2 separate regions of the Mus musculus genome follow, and region 1 is linked to region 2. A link is a contact called in public HiChIP or PLAC-seq data. All regions are on one chromosome and are shown on one strand. The core of a region is the stretch at or near the end of the contact, and the rest is flanking DNA. Distances in the headings are between cores, read along the strand shown.

Region 1 (3,692 bases), core at 844-3,343, 160 kb before region 2:
CTCATGGAGGCCAGAAGGGGGCACTAGAGCCCCTGGCTGGAGTTACAGATGGTTGAGAGGTACCCTGAGGGTGCTAGGAGTTGAACCTGGATCTTCCCAGAGAACACTCAGTGCTCCTAACCACTGAGCCAGCTCTCTAGCCCTGAATATTGGAGTCTTATTACTGAAAACTAGTGCTTGCTTCTAGAGACTCTCAGGCCATGGGGCAAATTTGAACTTTAAATAAGTAGAATGCCTTGTAGTTTGTTCTGTTTCATACACAAAAGGGGAAAAGCTAATTCTGCATGATAGGCTGTAAGGGACATCAGAGAAGGGGCTTTCCATGCCATAACCATCATCATCGACATCTATATCACCACCACCACCGTCATCATCATCAACATTGTTATCCACTGTAACCCACATTTGTGGAGCACCCACCAGGTTCATGTGTTTGACTTCTCCAATTCAGGAACTGAATTACTCCTACAAGAGAACCTTTACTCTGACCACTTCCCAAATGGGGAAATCAGGGCACAAAGCCACAAGGTAACTAACTGGTCCATGGGGTCAGAACGAAAGGGATGAAGCCAGGATCTAAAGCTTGATGCTCTCCCTCCCAAGCCTACTGTGCGGTGCTGCTTCTGGTTTGGTAGAATAAAAAGAAAACCAACTGTCTCGGCTGATGGAGCCCATTCAGAGAGAAAGAGGGGTGGAAGGGGAGGGAAAGAGGAGAGCTAGTCTGCACCCAGATGCTGAGGGTCTTAAAAGCACTGGTCTTGTTGGCACTGGGGCCATGGGTAAAGAAGAGTCAGGAATTTGTACAAGGTCCATGCCAAGTTGCTGCATGTTGAAGAAGATCCTGTGCTCTTTCAGGGAGGACATGGTCTGTTAGGACAGAAGAAGGGGACACATGGTGACCTAGATAGGCACATAAACATCTAATTTTGTGCATAGTCTCCGTGTTGCCTAAGACCTGAAAACATGGCAGTAGTCCAGCAGAGGCAGGAGCTCACAGGTGAGGGTGTGGGTGGGTGAGTGGGGGTGGGGGATGGGCGGGTAGGTATAGACGAATAGGTGAAACTGTTCACCTAGGCAACAATGGAGGAGACCATCACCCGCTCCTCACTCACTGTCGGATGTTGCTGAGACATCTGGAAACGTCCCTCTACTTGGGATTAAATGTTATCTTAAAAACACATCCCCCTGCTTGAACAAACACTCCATCCTCTGGCCGTCTCACTCCCCTAGGCTGCCAAGGTCCCAGAGGAAGACTCGATCAAGCGTATCAGAAGCTCCCACACTGCAATCAGTATAGTTTACTGGCTGGAACCGTTCAAAGAGTTTGTAGACACCCAGTTAGAGGAAATGAAGTCACTGCTGAGATTTGACTCACCCCCAGAGATTTTGGAGAGTACATGGGGGTGGGGTGGGGGTGGGGGCGGCAGAGCTGGCTTCCTCTCTGGACATGCCTGGAGACAACCAGCTTCCTCAGCCCAAATCCACACTTTATCTCACCCTCCACAGTGCTTCTTGCTCCACATAGCCAGACAATGACGGTCATTTCAGAGCCTGCTCCAAACCCCACGCTTGTGAGGTTTGCTTTGGGGCGAAGTCTGGACCCGTTACATGTCTATGCAGTTACTGCATGTTTCCTGTTGGTGAGCTCTGTCACTCCACGGACAAGGCTGGGCCAGCCAGAGCATGTAGGGTGAAGAAGGGCAGGAAGGGGACAGAGGCCTTCTGCAGTTTTTGTTCACCAGGCCTGACCCATCTCCGGTCTCCACACAAGGCAGGAAACCTCCTCTCCTCCAGCCAGGGGCTGTTGTACATAGAGAGTGCAAATATTAGCCAGGTCTCACATCCAGCCCTCTTGGTGACACCTGGTTTTCCATCAGTGAATGTTTGGCTTTCCCATCATCCTAAGCTCTGTTACATATTTTGGGCCTGAATCTCAGAGATACCAATCATACCATAATCTTAATCAAAGCAAATGCCAGTGGGCTTAGTTATATCAGGGGAGAAAATCCAGGCTGGCACAAGGGCCTGTTGGCTGGGGTTGTGGAGGCAGGACAGTTCCCTCTTGGACTATGCTAGTTATGATCAGAATGGGCCTTGGCATTCTGACAAGGGGTCAAATACTGTGTAGCCGTGTGTCTGAGCAGAGGAGCAGTCCTGGCTTCCAGGGATGCCCATGGCCAGTGGAGGCTCTGGACAGGCGTGGCTCAGCAGACTGAATGCAGAGGCAAAGGACTCTCCCCTTTCCACAGACCCAGCCAGCAACTACCACTGAGAACAGACTTTCAATAAATAGAGCTTTTGGTTAAAACTCAGCCTCAGTCAGTAACGTGTTCCCTGCACAAGCAGGAGAACCTATGCTGAGTGAGAGAACCCAGGCTAAAAAGCAAAACAAAACAAAACAAAAACAAAAACAGGGAGAGCAAGACCAATCTGTGTTTGGTGGTGCACACCTATCGCCTAGCTCTGGAGAGGTAGAGACAGGAGGACCCCTGGGGCTCACTGACTCCTTGGCCTAGTTAAGACGGCGAGGCTCAGGCCAGGGTTAACGTTTGCAGATTCCCACCCGGACAGTAGGAGCAGGGGTCTGTCTGCCAAGGTCACCTACATCATGGATGTCAGTATTATCTATGCACTGGGGTGACTGAATTATTGCACACTGGGGAGTGGGCAGATCTACCACCAGCAGGAAAGAGACCCTATCTCAATAGACAAGGAAATATCTCCTGAAGAGTAACATTCAAGGTTGTCCTCTGGCTTACACACACATATAAGCAAACATGTACACATACCACGACCCCATGAACACACACAGCCCAAAGGCCTTCCTAAATTAGACTGCATACTTTTCTCTTATGGTCCCACTGGCTCACTCATTACTGCTGCCCCAGAACAAAGCTCCCATGTTATCGTTGGCTGGGTCTCAAGAGCTGCCCCATCCGCTGTGTTATCTGTGTGCCTGGAACGCATCCACTGCCTGGTACGCACAGGAGGCCCAACACGTAGCTGATGGATGAATGAGCTTCCCACCCACTCAACGCCAACTCAGTTCTGGCTTTCTGACCATGAGAGGGATGTTGGGTGCATGCCAGCTGGGGTTAACGTTTGCAGCTTCCCACCCAGACAGAAGGAGCAGGGGGCTGCCAAGGCCACCTACATCATGGACGGCGGTATTATCTGTGCTCTTGGGCCATGTGAATTATTGCTCATTGGGGAGCAAGCAGATCTACCACCAGCAGGAAATCCACTGTAAAGATAATCTTAGAAGAGTTCAGACCTGCACATTCTCGACAAGAGACAAACACCACATGGAAAAACAGACTATTTATCAAGGAGCAGGAGGGGGACAACAGCTAGTATACCTAGCCAAGACATAAATGCTAGTAGGGTGTGAGTGGAGGCTACATAGATCTCTTGCTCTACATAGATCTCTACCTCAGAGGGGCCCTGAAAGCATGACTCTTTAAAATTCATATACATACATACATACATACACACATATATTAAACATATGTGTGTGCGTGTGTATATGTGTGTGTGTGTGTGTGTGTGTGTGTGTGTGTGTGAGTGTGTGTGTATGCTTTGCCTGCAAGTGCCTATGAAGGTTGTTGGATCTTTGGGAACTGGAGTTACAGATAGTTGTGGCCTGCCATGTGGGTGCTGGAAACTGAACCCAGATCCTTTGTGGGAGCAGC
Region 2 (3,795 bases), core at 623-3,122:
TGTGGTCTTAGTAAATGAGTTTCAGGCCAGGAATGTAGCTCAGTTGGTCGAGTACTAGCCAAGTATGGATGAAGGCCTAAGTTCCATCTCCACCACAGGAATAACAGGGCATGGTGTTGCACACCTAAAACCCAAGCACTGAGGATGGAGGCAGGAGGCTCAGGATGGAATCAAGGCCATTCTTGACTACATAGCGAGTTCAAGGCCAGTTTGGGCTACATGGGACTGTTCCTTTTGTTTGTTTGCTTTATTTTTGTTTTTTTTAACTTTTTATCAATTCTTTGTGTATCTCAATCGCACTCATCTTCCCATTCCTTCATATCTGCCCTCTGCTTTTACAACCTCCCTCACAAAAGAAAATTAAGCAAGCAAGCAAGCAAGCAAGCAAACAAACAAACAAACAAATCTCACTGTGGAAACTGTCACACACTATACCCTTTTGTTCACAGATCTTTACTTGCAAATGCTCACTGCAAATGAGTCCTGGCTTCTGCTACACTATCAATACTAGATGCTCACTGGGACTCCTCTCTAATACTCTGTTGTTGCCCTGTGTCATGGATCTTGCAGCCTTCACATGTTCCAGCAGTTGATTAACGGGGTAGATGTTGGGGTGGGCCATCTTGAAGCCCTGGATCTGGGCCTGGGTGGTAGCTGAGTTGTTCAGCCAGCTTGATCTCCTGCATCCACACCACCAGGGCAAGCTCTGCACCCAATGCTGCAGCTAACAAGGGTTAGGGCCAGCTCTCCCGCTCTCAAGACTCTGTCTTTAAAACACAAGTAAGTAAATAAGTTTTATTTAGGTTTAATGTAAATTGGTATGAAAAGATAAGAGGATGTTTTCAACAAAATTGGTAAGAAAATCAATTTCAGAGAGGTACTTATATAAATTGTATAAGATATATTGTATAACATAAAAATATCTCATTTTTAAGGAAAAAAGTATGTATTAAAAAGCGTGATAAAGCCTGGCAATGGTGGCGCACGCCTTTAATCCCAGCACTTGGGAGGCAGAGGCAGGCGAATTTCTGAGTTCGAGGCCAGCCTGGTCTACAGAGTGAGTTCCAGGATAGCCAGGGCTACACAGAGAAACCCTGTCTCAAAAAAAAAAAAAAAAAAAAAAAAAAAAACAAGAAAAAAAAGCGTGATAAAATATACAGTAGAAACCTCTGGAGGAATTTCAGTTTGTATTGACCTTATAGATTACTGTTTTGAAAATATTTTAATGGGATAGAGAGATGGCCCAGTGTAAGGGTGCTTGCTGCTCTTGCAGAAGACCCTAGTTGAGTTCCTAAGTCCCGTATCAGAGGGTTCACAACTGTCTGTGACTCCAGCTTCAGGGGATCCAACTCCTTCTTCTGGCTTTCTATGGGTACCTGCACACATGTGGCATACACATAAAATAAAAATAATCTTTAAAGTCAGCCTCAAAGACCTGGTAGACTATGCATAATTCCTGTATAGACAAGTTTGCTGTGTGAACCTGGAGGTCAGCCTCTTAGGTAAAGGTTGAACGTACCTAGTGTCAGGAGAGGACCTGCAGAATTTCCCACCTGAGTATTGTCCTCAAAATGTCAGCAATTTCTCAGGCTTGTTTCTGGGCAGCCTTGGCTATACGGAGTGTCTCAGTTTGTGGTCCTCAGGGAGGATCAAGCAGAAGGAAGAGCTTGTCTGTGGTGTGCGCAAGCTCAAAGGGGTGGCCACTGAGCAGAAATTGAAGCAAACAGAGTCTTCTGAAGTTCAGCTCACTCTGCCAGCTCTCTCAATGTCAGAGAAAGGTCAGATTTGCATTGCAGGCTGTCCCATGGAGAGAGGGGGGTGTTGGGGGACAGATAAGGAGCTGGGAAGTCCCAGCAAGGCCCATCCCTGTGCTCAGTCTGTGTGAACTCATGGGCTGAGTCACATAGGGGAGGAGGTGATGGCAGCTTAGAGACTGTGGCCTCCACCTCTGAAATCAGCAAGCCCTCCTTCCCTCTACCCTGCGTCCCTATTCCTCCCCTTCCCATGGGTGTTTAGATGCTCCTAGCAGAAGTTCTTTAGCAAGTTAATTAAGAGCTGGTCACACACCTATTAGCTGTGTGACTTTGATTAGTGTTTTAATGATTTTGTGTCTTAATTTCCCCTTAGGTTAAAGTGAGTCTCTCACATTTCCTTCTAGCTAGGAATGGTTATTTCAGCATTCAGCAGGTAGAAGCAAGAGGATCATGAGTTTAGGGTTATCCTTGGCTACACAGTAAGTTTAAGACTAGCCTAAGCTACATGAGACCCTGTTATTATATTTTGACTATCTCCAATCCATGCGCTAGTCACTTATCTCATTCACTACTCATTCACTAGCATTTCCTCCTGCTGGCCTATTGTATTACAGGCAGGTAAGTGTAAAAGAGTCTAACATCAAAGGGACCCAGGTCCAACCAACCAGCCAACCAACCAATCAACCGACCAACCAGCTAACCAATCAACCGACCAACCAGCCAACCAACCAACCAATCAACCAGCCAACCAGCCAACCAATCAACCAAATAAGTAATTACAATATGAGTGCATAGTTTATTTCTTTTTTAGGATTTAATGTGTGTGTGTGTGTGTGTGTGTGTGTGTGTGTGTGTGTATTTGTGTTTATATGCACGTGAGTGAAAGGAGGCCTGAAAAGGGTGTCAGTTCCCCTGGAGCTGTTATAGGCAGTTATGAACTACCTGGTATGGGTTCAGGGGATGGAACTCAGATCTTCTGGAAGAGCAGTATATGGTCTTCACCACTGAGACACCTCTCCAGCCCAATTTCTTTCACTGTGACACAGGGTCTTGCTATGGCTGTCATAGCCAAGTCTGGTCCTAGACTCCTGCCTCAGCCTCTCAAGTATATGGGTGTATACCACATGGTTTCTGAGGCAGAGACTGAACTAAGTAGAGCAGCCTGAGAGGAATTTGTTGGGTGGGTTGGTAGGGAATCTGCTTGCTCTGTAAGCCAAGACACTAACTGCCCCGTTGTTCTAGACTTTAGGGTATTGAAGATGTGGGAGGGAGGCAAGGTCTCTCTCTATCAGAAGGTGATGTGCTCCAGCACCAAAGCTTTTATTCTTTATGTTTCCAGGTCCTCAGGCATAAGGTGCAACAGGTAGCATTTCCCCAATGTGTGCATGCAGCTTAGGGAGCCAGACGGTAGGTTCACACTGCTTCTGTGCAGCTGCCATCAAAGCCTTCGTCTAGCCGGGCGTGGTGGCACACGCCTTTAATCCCAGCACTCGGGAGGCAGAGGCAGGCAAATTTTTGAGTTTGAGGCCAGCTTGGTCTACAAAGTGAGCTCCAGGACAGCCAGGGCTATACAGAGAAACCCTGTCTTGAGAAAACAAACAAACAAACAAACAAACAAAAAACAGAAAAAACAAAACAAAGCCTTCCTCTCCCACCCCAGGGTCTTGTGTAAGACAGGAGGGCTTCCTTCTCATCTTGAAAGCAGGGGAGACTCAAGCCCTTTGCATTCTTGATGGGCTTCCTGGAAGAGGCGGCGATTAGGCTGTATTTGCAAGGGTGTCTGAGAATCAGTTGCATGGGGGAGGGGCATTCCTCACTAAAGCATTGTTTGTTCAAAGCCAAGAAGACAAGAGCCTTAAGAACTGCAGAACACTTATTTCGAATGCCAGGCCATGGTAGGAACAGCAGCTGACGCTGGGAAGGGGTGGGGATTGGGTCAGGAGACTTGGAGAACCCAGCCAAGGAGTCAGGAGACATGCTGAATTAGGCATGTTCTGTGTCCACAAGGCTTTATCACTTTCTGTATTCCGTTTATGAGCTA

The links. HiChIP or PLAC-seq counts read pairs in DNA pulled down with a chosen protein or histone mark.
Region 1: an H3K27ac HiChIP or PLAC-seq map of heart atrium shows a contact between it and region 2, with 5 read pairs. The contact joins two enhancer-like sites. A contact is called at or near these places in 3 of 115 datasets of contacts at active chromatin or transcription factors (double positive thymocytes, heart atrium and pancreatic cancer cells).

What each region holds. Positions count from the first base shown.
Region 1 is chr7:112,297,577-112,301,268 of GRCm38.p6, reverse strand. All of the region lies in intron 3 of Mical2 (microtubule associated monooxygenase, calponin and LIM domain containing 2), which reads right to left. Among named protein-coding and RNA genes, the nearest start is that of Mical2, 74 kb to the right of the region's middle. RefSeq lists an enhancer at 1,847-3,444. Within about 2 kb of position 2,093, at least 108 of the 459 cell types and tissues checked have an H3K27ac peak or open chromatin away from gene starts, as enhancers often do. A contact at or near this core is called in heart atrium and pancreatic cancer cells, where this site is marked.
Region 2 is chr7:112,138,973-112,142,767 of GRCm38.p6, reverse strand. All of the region lies in intron 4 of Dkk3 (dickkopf WNT signaling pathway inhibitor 3), which reads left to right. Among named protein-coding and RNA genes, the nearest start is that of Dkk3, 18 kb to the left of the region's middle. Within about 2 kb of position 1,872, at least 27 of the 459 cell types and tissues checked have an H3K27ac peak or open chromatin away from gene starts, as enhancers often do. A contact at or near this core is called in heart atrium and pancreatic cancer cells, where this site is marked.